2 separate regions of the Rattus norvegicus genome follow, and region 1 is linked to region 2. The links are chromatin contacts, called in public Hi-C maps. All regions are on one chromosome and are shown on one strand. The core of a region is the stretch at or near the end of the contact, and the rest is flanking DNA. Distances in the headings are between cores, read along the strand shown.

The links. Hi-C and Micro-C count contacts between places; a contact is called where the count stands out from the background.
Region 1: a contact with region 2 is called in a Hi-C map of the A7r5 cell line, with 6 times the contacts expected there. The contact joins two enhancer-like sites. A contact is called at or near these places in 3 of 12 Hi-C or Micro-C datasets (the A7r5 cell line, frontal cortex and prefrontal cortex).

The regions. Positions count from the first base shown.
Region 1 is chr17:33,801,095-33,807,487 of GRCr8, reverse strand. The region is part of intron 12 of Exoc2 (exocyst complex component 2); the gene reads right to left. The region is part of intron 2 of LOC120097838 (a long non-coding RNA gene); the gene reads left to right. Among named protein-coding and RNA genes, the nearest start is that of Mir6319-1, 8.9 kb to the right of the region's middle. Within about 2 kb of position 1,372, at least 11 of the 93 cell types and tissues checked have an H3K27ac peak or open chromatin away from gene starts, as enhancers often do.
Region 2 is chr17:33,473,476-33,480,447 of GRCr8, reverse strand. No RefSeq gene overlaps it. Among named protein-coding and RNA genes, the nearest start is that of Exoc2, 240 kb to the left of the region's middle. Within about 2 kb of position 3,512, at least 7 of the 93 cell types and tissues checked have an H3K27ac peak or open chromatin away from gene starts, as enhancers often do.

The DNA.
Region 1 (6,393 bases), core at 123-2,622, 330 kb before region 2:
GGAAGGTAAACTAAGACAGTCATCACATTATACACATGTTTTAAAATCTACAATCAATCATGTTTTAAAAAAACTGTCAATTTATATTCTGGCAAATACAACTGTTAAATACACATGCCATTTTCAGACACCAGCAGCAATTTCTAATGTGGGCACTCTGAATCTAACTCATGATGTTCTTCCTGCTTCTGAAAAACAGAACGTACACACACGCACGCACACACGACAGAGAATGGAAACTCTTGCCGTCCCCCGCCCGGGGAGAAGACTGCTTTGGGCTCAGCACTTCTCCGATGCTTCCCTCTTCTGCATCCACTGTATCCTGCGCATCCCTATAGAGCTCCCAGACTTACGGCAGTACCCAATCCTGCCGGATTCCCTCTTCTAAAGCCAGTTCAAAACACTGTCATTACAGCATACAAAAGACAACAGTCCAGGTGGAGGACTCCTTCCCAGGAGTCTGCAACTGGACACTGCCACACTGCTCAGGGGTTATGAGCCCAATAACAGAGGAGACTTAGCTGCAGGAAAAAGATGTAGATCTCTTTCCTTCTAAGTGTTATCATTCAGGGTATGCTACGGCAAACACTGAGATTCACTCATTCAATCTCAGTGTTTCAATCTCCAGGAAATGAACTCCATGATGAACCCTTCCTAATGTACAAACTACACTATAACTTTAAAGAAAAAGTTATCATTTTTTTTTAAAAAAATTAATATGTCTATAACCTATGTCTACTGTCTTAACTGTGGAAATATATTTTTTTATAATTCTAAAGAAAATTCAATGAAGCCAACAGTTTCCTAATAGGGACTGAAATTTACTCTAATACATGGAAACTACCCTACTCTTCTGTTAAGAAAACACCAAAATTGTATTAGTAACCCTATTATTCAAAATGCTTATGTAGAAAATGTGTACATAAAGATAAATGCTATAGTTTAGATAAATATCAATGGAAACATAGCTTACTTTTTCTGTATAAAATGTAACCAAACTGTAGATCCCTACCACTGAATGAGCTCCAGCTGAAAAATCAAACCTTGTGTATCTTAAGGCTCTTGGGCAAACAAATATTTTTAGTTTTACAGTGGTGTTTAACAATCTACTACACGTTTGAAATCATTAAAGTCTATTCTGTTGGCTGGTTGGTTTACAGTGCATCAAACCCAGGGGTTTGAGCATGCGGAGCTATGAGCCTCTTTGAGCAGCTCACTGCCTGCAGCCCACGCGCCACTGTGAATACTGAGAAAAGACCATTCAGGAGTGACCTGTCCCCTCCAAGTCTTCAAAGACACCCTGAGCCATGGATGACTGTTCCTTCCTTCTGCTGAGTGTCTATTTTAAGAACCCGTTGCTTACATAAGCTCTGGCTCCTCTTCTAAACACCCCTCACTGAGCTCTGATTCTAGGAAGTCCCTCTGGAAGTCCTACCTAGAGCACAGATCCAAAGATGTCAGAGCAAGCTGATGGCCTTTCCCCCAGTTTACCAGACAGCCAGCTGGCCTGAGAGGTAAACTCAGGCCACTTCAGGAACAAAGAAGAAGACACCTTTGAAGGCCACCTTTTAAAGTTCTGTTTGAGAATCCCAGCAGGGGTTAACCAAAGGCTTTTCCTGGCAGGAAACCTCAAGACGTACACTAATTTTGGATCTATTTCATAGGAATTCCTAGAGACCAATCCTTAGGCAGTAGAAAAACTTTGACTTGTGTAATGGTTCAGAGTACTAGGTGCTTTGCACTCAGGGCACCAGAAACTCAGCTCAGGCTAGAAAACACAGTACTCAAATCCTGAGTCTGTATTTAAACTTTCAAAATCAGGTCTTATAATGTACATAAATCATGAAATTTAGAAAAAACTAAAAATACTTATATTTTTCCAACATAAAACATGTTTTATCTCCTGACACTTTTCCTTAATGTAAAAAATCCCAAACGTCGTATCAGGTTTCAGGGTCAGGATCCAGGGAACAGGGAGGGAATCTGGAATGCCAGCTCTCTGAGGAAGGTAGTGAGCCTTCCCATTGACTCATTTGATGAGCAGCATCTGCCAGGGTGGCTGTACACTAATACTGTAACAACTGAAGTCCAAAGGAGGTCCTACCAATCCTCAGTATAGACCACAGTCATGTATAAAGGCCAATTTTTTTAAAAGACACCAAGAATTATTTCCCTGCTTTTAATATTTATAGTCTATCCATTTAAACTGGGTTTTATTTCACTAGCTGTCTCAGTTCTTAGCCACTGTTTTGTCTGGGTTTAAACAACTGCATCCATTTCTCTTCTCCAAAGTTAGTAGTCTAAGTGCAGTGACTAGAATAGAAAGCCTTCAGATCCACTGCTTATGGATTGAAAGGACAGCCAGCTTTTGTTGTGAAACAAGGGTCCTGAGGATACCCACTGAGAACCATGTCACCTTGACAACAGAGTTCTAGATGCAATGCAGGTCTCATCATTCTAGAGCACACACACATCACCTCTAAACAGCACCTGACAGCTGGAAGGTCAGTCACCTTCTCATATGCAGCAGCCTTCAACAGAGCTGCAATCACATCATCAAGCTTGTACCTGACAGGCAATCAGGGGCTCGGTCTGTCTCTGAACACAGGGGTCGGTCCAATCAAGCCACAGGTACTGGGCAGGCCAATGGCAATGACTTCTCTAACCCTGCCAACCAAGTCCTGACGCTCTAGAGGGAAAGCTCGAGTATCCTGCTCAGATGCAACCGTAATTTCTGGGCCCTTCTAGCAGTCACCTTCATCTTTTCAGTGTCAACTCAGATCACATACTTAAGCTGAGGGTATCAATTCAACTGATTACTAATTAGAACTCTGCAACCGTTCCCTAATAAAATCCACCTATGACAGAAAATGAGCATCAAAAAACACAGAAAGTAGACATGGCTCATCTAGCTTGGGAAGTTTCAGTACAGATCTTCCTCAGTAGCCCAGGGCTAGCTTGCCTTCCTGCCAGAGAAATCCCAGTTGGGTGGAGCACTTGTACAACAGTGCAGCACAGGGACAAGTGGAGGGGTATGCTGTCAGTCACAGGCCTGGAGAGAACAGGATGGTGCAACACTCCTACACTCCTTCTTCCCATCGTCAGTGTGTACTGACAAGGGACATCTGTCAGTGGTTCCTGTGACACCTTCTCACCAGAGAAATCCAACAAATGGCATTAGGAAAGTATGACTGACGGAGGACCCACACACTTAGTGGCGATTCTTCCACAGACTTAAGAAAATTCTAAGTATCTGTTACGAGTTCACCAACAACTATAGATTACATGAAAGAACAACTGTTTATTCCCTGTAAACTTCTACTTAAGGCATGTTTTAGCTAAAGATTCCCCCTTGCACACAGACCTGTACCACCATTACACTGCCTGTGACACTGTGTATGTGAAAGGGGTAGCATATCCAATGGCATGTACACATATAATGCTGACATGAAAACATCGTGCTGCAAAACAGGTCAAAGCAAATGTATTTTCCCGAGTACCTGGCTCTTCTGCGTTAGGAAACAAGCGCTGCTTGTGCACCAGGCACATCTGCCAATTCATCTACAAAAGAGCCAGCTAAGGAGATAGGAGCAATGCTTCCTGGCTTTTGGCTAAGATCAGGTGTAAAGGGGATAGCATGAACACCTAGGGACGGCTCTGGATAAAGTTAAATTGAACTTGAAAATTAACAAACATTTGTTATAAATGTTATTAACATCAGGCATGGTAGTATGTGTCTGCAATGCCAGTATTCAGAAGTTGAGACTAGAGGACCTGCAAGTTCTAGGCCAGCCTAGGCCAGCTTCATAAAAAGATCCTGTCTCAAAAGAAACAAACAAATAAGACACCCCCAAATAGAAATAAATTACTGATATTTCAAGTACTAATATTGGTACTTCAATTTAAAAATTTTAAATCACCCTTGCCTCTAAAAAATACATAATTATGTAGTCTACTTCAAACAATATAGAATGAGGGGGAAGGAGTAACAGGTGAACGATTAGCTATTTGCTAACAACTGATTAAACTAAGCTAGGTTTATAAGAAATTGTGTGTGCAGACATATCTGGTGTGTGTGTGTATGTGTGTGTGTCTTCGTGACCATGCTTGGTGATTGAGGCCCTGAATTCAGTTCCCAGCACTGTGTGTGTATATGTGTATGCATGTGATTTTCTAAAATGATATAATAAAACTGCTTCAAAGATTGCATCAGTCTTTTAAAAATGTTATATGTTAAAATTATTTACATTCAGCACTTAATTAGACTTGGGGTTATTAAAAACAAAAAGAAAAAAAGACAAGTTGTAAGGGAGATGGTTACGGGTACTAGGAGAAACTAGAGGAAGACAAGACTGGTTAAATGGTCAATATACACTGTATAAATGTGAGGAACTTTTAAAGAATAAAAACTAATGTTTAAAAATTATTTAAATAATTCATATTAGCATTTATTATAACAAAACAAAGGCAAATTTAAGCCTATTCAGAAAATAAAGGAAAAATTAAATTTGGTAATTACCTATTTAAATTGCCTAATGAGTTTAGCAAATCACATGGTATGGCCATGAAGTCTGCAGAGTGGTTCAAAAAGCTATAAGGTACTGTGTTTTACTTCCAATTAAGAAAAACAACCTATGAAATAAACTAGGTAAAGCTTTTAACTAACATTCTTTCAATTAATGAGGACGTTCTACATAAATTTTCAGGAAAAAAACCAAGGGGGATCGAATTACATGTAATGCTTTTTCACTTTCTCTTTGAAATGCTCATTTTAAGTACATTAATACATACATACATACATACATACATACATACATACATACATACATATGAATACATAACATGAAGTTGAGAAGGGGCTGGGCCTGCAGTTGGGTGATAGAACAGTTGCCTAACACACACAAGTGCCATGCTCCCACCCCAGCATGGAGGAAGGAGATTCGAATCTTTCAGTGATGGAATACTGCTCATCAGTTCTCTCAGGCAAAGGTGGCATGAAAGTTTGTGGGATGTTGTCTTCGAGCCAGCATGCCGAAAGATCTCAGAAATACTGTATACTGTGTGCTTTCACACTGCATTATCTCTTTAGACAAGCACAGGTAAGAAAACCCAGTGTCAGAAATGCATCCTGCTGTGTAGCAAGCAGACAATGGCAGTGTTGCTCCATTGTCATGCTGCCAGACTAGCTACCCTGCAGTATGACTTCATCAGAATCCACATTCTGCACTTCCCAGATTTCCACACTTACAATCGAACATGCACTTATGGCATTGGAAAAAATTATATGTTCCATAGATTCAAAGTTCCAAGAGGTCTGCTCACCATTGTCTTGTGACTCTAGCACAACAACCAGCACACCGACCATGTAGCCTGTACATGTGACTGGTACTCTGTGTCAGAGAACCTAGCAGGCAGAGCCATCTTTAATCTGTGGACTGTGTGAGCCACACTGATAACCATGAATGCAGCATAGCATATTACAATACATTTACATAAAACAAATAATTTCTAGGTTTTGTCTATCTGTGAGTGAGCTAGTTTGTTTTGTAAACTCTCAAGCTTGAAAACTTGAACTTTGTAGACCACAACTTTCTGTCACAATGTCAAAAGGCAGAATATGCCTATTAGAGGCTAGTAAATGACAAATGTTAAAACACCCCAGGAATCTGCTGGTCAGTCAACAGAACAGAGAAGACTCAAAAATGACTAGCTGACACATGTATGTAAAAGGACTCTTACGATTTCCAAAGATGGGGTTGGGGATTTAGCTCAGTGGTAGAGCGCTTGCCTACCAAGCGCAAGGCCCTGGGTTCGGTCCCCAGCTCCGAAAAATAGAAAAGAAAAAAAAAAAAGATTTCCAAAGATGTTTCTTATCATATACTGTCATCTTCCCTTGCAACTAATACAAAACAATTACTGACAATTGAGACTGTGACATCAGTTCACGAAACACAAGGTTTCCAAAGTATCCAACTCAGAAACAGAATTGGAACTGAAAAGTTACGTACACTAATTACATACAGCTCACTAATGACAAAACACTACAAATGAAGGCTCCATTTTCCCAGCAACCACTCCACGGTGCCACAACACTGCCCTCGTTGTTTGTTCCTCCACATTCCCGGGCCCTGGCTGGCATCCCTACTCCCTTCCCGGGAGTCTCAGGCACTAAAGCTGCTCTCACCAAGGACACCAGCACCACCGTTGGTGCTCAACCCGTGATGCTCTTGCTCTTCTTTCTCTCTTAATTTTAAAACCAGTGCACTTTGGTGTCGTGTGGCCATGCTGTCCCTGTGACCTCTTCACTATTACCACTCCAGGCTCCTCTTCTCCCAGTCACTTAATGAAGCCCTCCAGAGTCTGTTCTTGGTTTTCTTTTCTGTTTTTCCCATC
Region 2 (6,972 bases), core at 2,263-4,762:
AAAATCAATACATGTACCATAAACTCTACTAGCACACACACTGTATACACCAACACAGCCCACACAGACACACCACATACATACACCATAAACACATCAAACATACTACAGACATAACATACATATTCTGCTCACATACCACATACATGCTATGAACACCACACATATACACACACCTTACATATCCTACACACATACACACACATTCCACATTGCACACACACATATATATGCACCAAACATACCATAGATATCATATATACCAAACAAACCTTACAGCATATATTGTCTATACATACACACATACTGTATAAATGCAACATGTATCACACACACACAAACACATCACACACCACCACAGACATACAAAGAATATTTTCACTATGATAAAATATTAGCAAATCTGGAGTCTGGGTGAGGAATATTCAGGAGGAAGCTGTTTTGTATCCTTTTGGCAATTCACCAATAAATTTGCCACTGTTTTGAAACCAAATGCTAAAATCCTGTTGGCTAAATTTTTATACATCCATGTTCAATTTCTTTTCAAATGCTGCTGGCCAGGTGGCTCATGATTTGTGGAAAGGAATTGCAAGCCACAGCAGCGTAGCCTCCTAACCGAATGGCACCAGCATATTTGTAGCACACAGCCTCGTCTAGCCAGGGTGCTGGCTGAAGCAGGCGAGCATTCCCTGTGTCTTAGCCCTGCAGCTAAGAAAGCCCAGCAACACAGGAGCGATGAGAGCCAAAGACAGTCCCGCAGAAGCCCTGCATGACTGAGGAAGCCTAACCTCCTGGGAGGTGAAGAAACCCGAGTGGCGGAGGAGGATGCCCTGGGTGGGGCCAAACCACATCAGGTACCTGCTCATAAAAGGCAAAAGGCAAATTGGGAAAAAAAAGTCTATTGTTCAAGTTGTAGGCACCCCTTTGTTTCATTACCTGCATTCAATTTCAAGTGTTTTATGGAGTCCAGCACGGGATCCCTCTTATTACATTCTTTAGAAGGCAACTTTGCTTTACGCCGGGACACCTGTCCACATGAAAGTCCGAACTCCCTTTTTAACAGTCTTCAAACAACCTAGGGCACACAGCTGGCTGGCCACAGCCCACTGGAGGGACAGCTGTGTGGCTGACAGAACTGGCACCGGCACAAGACATGTGCACAGCTGTAAACAGGAACGAATCCCCTAACCTTTATGAGTCAAATATTTATTTTTGGAATATTAACAAAATCAAAAGAATCACAGAGTTCTTTTAATTTTAAGTCAAAACACACAGGCATGCGGCTTTTAAGACACTTTATTTAACGGGGCAATCTTAAATTGAGGCCGAAACAAATTCAGGAACATTAAGGATTTCTTGCCCAGTATATACAGCGCTGAAGGAACATTTTAAAGAAATCTTTAATGCTCTATAAAAGATGTAACAAAATCCTTCTCGCCATAAAATGTCCTCTGGATATCGATGAGTACAGTAAAAACTCTCAAGTATGTGTATGTCAAAAGCTCTGGATGTATGATATGCTCTGTCCCCATCTCTCTGTGTCTCTCTATCTCTCTGTCTCTCCCGCCCTCTGTGAGCTTGTGTACAGGCTTTCTCCTCCTCTTTCTCCTCCTCTCCCTCCTCCTCTCCATTCCCTCCTCTCCTCCTTTTCCTCCCTGTGTGGGTAGAAGAACGTAAGAGATCCTTCCCCCAGCTGAGCTTGGCTGCTTGAGTTCAGTCTCCCAAACCCACATGGTAGAGGAGAAAACCAAGCCCTCCAAGTTGTCCTCTGATCTCCACATATGCACCGTAGGTCAAGTGTGTCCCCCCGGTCCCCACTCTCCTATCTGTAAGGTGTATGTTCTTTTGTTATGGTCACAAGGTGGGTTCGGCATTCAAGCCATTATATCCTTGTCTGCTCAGTGAAGGGATGAAGCTGACAGTAAGTGAAATAACCTACATCTGTCCACTTTACAAGAGCGTTTCTGTTTAGATCCGCCTGCCCAGAATCGCCTAAACAATTCATAATTGTTTCCAGGCCAATTCATTGCTTCTCAATGAGAAAGCTGCAAGGCAGAGTTGATTCTGACAAATCCTGGATGGGAACAACCAGTACAGTGCTGCTGTGGTAGAACAGAGGAATCTCACCAAGAAAGATGGAGGATTCTTCCCATCGTAAGCTCCTGCACTTTAAGACATCTTTTATTTTTATATATTTGCTTGAGTTTTGGCACGGCTCTTGCTATGTACTCTGGCTACATTGGACTTTCTGACTCTGGCTGCCCAGCTACCTAAAATGCTGGAGTTAATGGGGGTGTGTGACTATGCCTAGCTCTTTTTATTTCTAATTCACTGTTATCACAACATTACGTTGACTATATTTAATCTGATCTACATTGAATATATTTGTACTACATTCTATATTCAAGAACATCTCAATTACATTAACTACATTTGATGAGTTATCTATCATCTATTCTCCATTATCAACTCCTACTTATCCAGAATCAAAATGATCAGAAATTCTACCATCAAAAATCATGGCATTATATTTAGTCCTCTTAGTCATATACCCATCTGCTATATGCTTACTGCTTTTCAATAAGGACTCTACACATGCACCATGAGTCAACTGTGTGTGTCAGCATCCATCTATCTATCTATCTATCTATCTATCTATCTATCTATCTATCTATCTCTCACTGATTGCTGTATAGTTACTACACAACTTGGGTAAATCAGCACACTTCTTCAGAACAAGTTGCCTGGCATTTGAGTTCTATGCTTGCCTTTCGTGGAGTATCTGAAAAATGAGGCCAGCCACTTGCTTCCATTGTTGAGAGCATCCAAGTATCCCCTCTTTCTGGTTCATTTGAAAGTAACCAGAAAAAAAATTCATAGGAAGATAATTGTTTTTCCTCTCATGAATTAATAAAGAAAGGCTTCTTGTATCAGTAAGGGAAACAGAATTCTTTACCCTTCTGGATTACTTCACAAAAGTTGGCAATTCAGAACTCCATGGGCACGGCTGGGAATTCCACTGCAAGGTAAACAAAAGATCTAACACTTACCCCCCGCCGCTGGAAATGAATTCTTTCAGAGGGAAACAGACTATGCCCGTCACAATGACATCAGCTTATTGTAACCTTCCCTCAGTGTAGACAAAATAACCCATAGGCCTCTCAGATCTGCCTGTGAGTCACCTTTTCTGTACCCAGTGACTTCCTTCAGAACATCACACAGTGCTGCCTTTGAATGGTGCCTTTCAAATAGATTGTCCCCTAACTTTAGATTCATGGGAGTGTCTCCCTGATGGTCAGCGGGCTGGTGGCACCTGCAGTTCCCTGTGCCACCCTAGGGGTGGGGTCCAGGCCTCTGGACAGTGCCAGCTATAGTTGGCACTGTTATAGTTCTTTGAAAATCTCGTGTATTTCTCCTGCTGATTCCACTTTCTACATGTTCTTGTGGAGTCTTCAACTGGGATTCTTGGGGCAGGAGAACATCAGCGTGTCTGTTGGGTCTGTCCTTCATGAGCTGCTTGCCAGTCAGGCAGGGACTTGAGTTCTCTGTGGCACAAAAGACTTTGCTGTTAGACCCAGAAAAAGGCAAGTAAGCTTGCTCCCTGGATTAGAAGGCACAGAACATTTCACACGCTCTATGCTCAGCACTCATTACAAGAAACTCCCCAACTGGAGTTTTTGAAATCAGAAATTAGCAGCACTAAGATACCACAAATGGAAAATTCCGTATTGACCTCAAGTGATAGATGACAATCAGACACTGGCACGTTGAAAATGTTATATAAGTTACCTCATGCTGTGATGCATGAATGAATTTCATATTGAAAGATGGGTCCCAACTCTGATATTTGACAACACAAACCCTAAACTCCAAGGGGGCAGTGTGGTCCTAAACGATGAGCCCCTGAGGCAACCTGTATATTATTGGTACTTGATGCTGTTTATTATGTGAGTACATTTTGATTAAACTCAGAATACGGGACTCATGGTCAGACAGGGTAGACTGTTAGCAGCTCTGTAGTTCTGAGTTTAGCAGAGGGAAGTTTGGATCTAGACTTGTTCAGCTGCTTGTTTCTAGTCCACGTTTGCTCCAGCTTGCCCATCACTCCCCAGTGAATAAACCAGTATATACTGTCCTGTGGAAGAGCACTGTTCTACCAGCACTAAGAGGTGGGGAAATTCCACTCAAAGATGCAGCCTCCCTCCTTCTCAGGAATGGATGTTTCCATCCACTCATGCCCAGTCTGGGCAAGAAATACCTGCTGGGCAGTGTCCCATGCATAGATATTCTTCATTTTCAGCCCTTTTGGAAAAGAAACCCCGTTTCTATGGTAGCTTTCAGAGCTGCAGGTAGGCTGATGGCTTCTCCTTTCTTGAATGGATTTGAGAGCACAGCATCCAGCAGGCCACAAGAGGACAGCAGCGGCTTGAGCTCTGGTGGCTGCTCCCTCCTCTGGCTTCTCCCCAGGAACAGAGAGACCATCTGGCTACCTGGGTGACTTAAGAGTGGATTCATCACCTTATTCCAGCCCAGTAACGGGAAGTGATTTTTACTGATGAATGTGTTGGAAAAAAACCCAGGGTGGTTTCTGTATGCCAAGTTGTTATTTTCCCTTTCTTCCACACTGCTCTGACATAATTATCTCTGATATCACACAGCCTCACTGGGTACCTAAAGGGAAGAAGTACGTTCTACTGTCTCAGAGCCTGTCTTGCCAGAACCGGGCTGACTTCTAAGACTCTCACTTTTAATGTGTTTCACACTGTAGTGTTGTCACCTCTATGTCGTAAGCTACCCCATCACTTTAATTCACTAAAGTCGTGAAATTTTGACTCTTGGCTATTTTATTAGATATTTTATTTGTAAAACATTTCGTGAACACTTGATTGGAACATACAGAGAACAAAAATATGAACAGGCATCCTCTGGGTTGAAACAGAAGTGAGAGGAAACATGTGAACCCACAAATAATAATTCAACTTGATAGCATCTAACTTTATGCCCCACAGGCAGGCAAGCAAGGACCAAGTTGGGGCTTCCAAGTAGAACCCAAGTGCAGGCCACTCTAGGGCTAACTACAAGTTTTTCTTGTGGAAAAGGTAGTTTTAACTGGCTCTCACTTCATAGACTTATTCTCCAGTAAGTATGCTCAATAGCTCATGTAATGTTTGCGTGAGTCAGAAACTTCGGAAACTCATTCTGTGCATGGGACCCTTCTGTTCACTCAGGCCTCAGAGGATATATCATGACTCAAATATTTACTCTAATTAGGAAAGATTAATTTATTTCTTTTCATTTTTTTAGCCAATGAATGTGCTGGAAAAACCCGGGATGATTTCTGCACGTTTTCTTATTCTCCATGAGAGTTTTGATATCACTGTGTTCTCTGTTACTGCAGAGTTTCACTGACAGTAGTGGCCTGAGCCCTGATCTCCACTTAAGCTCCTTCTAGGGCTAGAGGGAACATCTGGCTACCTAAGTAAGGGCATATAGATACTTGGGAAACAGATGAGGTTTGGGAAAACAAACTGAGTTACCTGAAGCCTCATAACTAGGATGTAGATATCAAAGCCAGAATATTGGTTCCGATGCTCAATGCTATGAACCCCCTCATCAGAATCTTCCCTCTGGCACTTGTTTGGCTTCTTGCATTTGCATCGGGACACTCTTGGACCTAAGGGTCTACTCCATCTGTGCTTTTCCTAGGCCACATTCTAGAAACCTCCAACAATGAAGCCACACAGTCAGGAAGCTGCATAGTAGCTTCGGGGAAATGGGAGTATGGGAACGTTGTCAGCCTCTGGATCTATATCTCCTGAATGAATCAAAGCCCTTTTCCTGACTTATCAATAGCCATGGCGCCTTTGACTCCGAAACAACTCTTATCACACAGGTCACTCTAAACGAAGGCAGAGTCTCCATTGCTGGTTGCAATAGCATTTGCCTAGTAATAGAACTGTCCAGTAGAATTAGTTATGAATCAACACATGTGTGTTCACTGAAGAAATAAACTGCTTACTCCCCTTGTTCCCATTACCTCTATGTAGTGAGCAATCCATGGTCTTCAACAGAGCTGGGGCTTTATAAACATAGATGTCCTTCATAGATTCTTAATTCCTTGATTGTATGTACCCACAGAAAGGGGCCTCATTCCTTGACCTAAAGCAGCAGCAGCTTTAACATTCATTTTCCTCCCTCCTTCCCCTTTCTCCTTTTCCCTTTCCCCTCTCCCAACACCCTTTCTTTTTACCCCCTTCCTCTCTACTTCCCTTCCTTTAGCCCTGCATCTCTTCCTTGTGATCTTGAGACTCAAACACAAGTCTCGCACCTGCTAGATAAGAGAGATAAAGGTCTGTCATTGACCTATCCTAAGCCTTTCTTCTGTTCTTTACTCTTTAACTTCCACTGTCTGGACAATAAACCACAGATAGAGGCCACAGATACTACTTCATGATAATCTTGTCTTGAAGCCATTGTCTTTCAAGTGCACTCTTGAAAGAACAAAGTTCTAAGTACAAATTAAAAAGGCATTCACAATGACAGGTGGGTGAGTAGGATCTGGGTATTTAAAATTTCAAGGCAGAATGTCTACCCAAGCACTGAATGATGTCATTGCTAGCACATAGGGGTAGCTACAGACTAGACTTCCTCTCCTCAGCCCCTTCTACTTGGACAATACACAAAAGTCTATTCCTTTGGTGCCCATCTGTCACTCTATTAGACACTGGGAAGAGGGCTCAATAGATGTCAAGGCTCTCTTACCTCTGTTATTCCTTAGTATTGGTAGACAAACTAATTCTTTGGTGCAAAAGTTCTTGAAGGTGCTCAAATATTCAGGCTGCTGTTTTGTGTGCACTGGTGCCTTGGAATTGGATGACTTTGCAGGAATAACATTTGTGGATTCCCCTAAGATGACAACATCCTGGATTGGATATAGAAGACCTTGTTGGTTGACTGGCCACACCCTGGGAT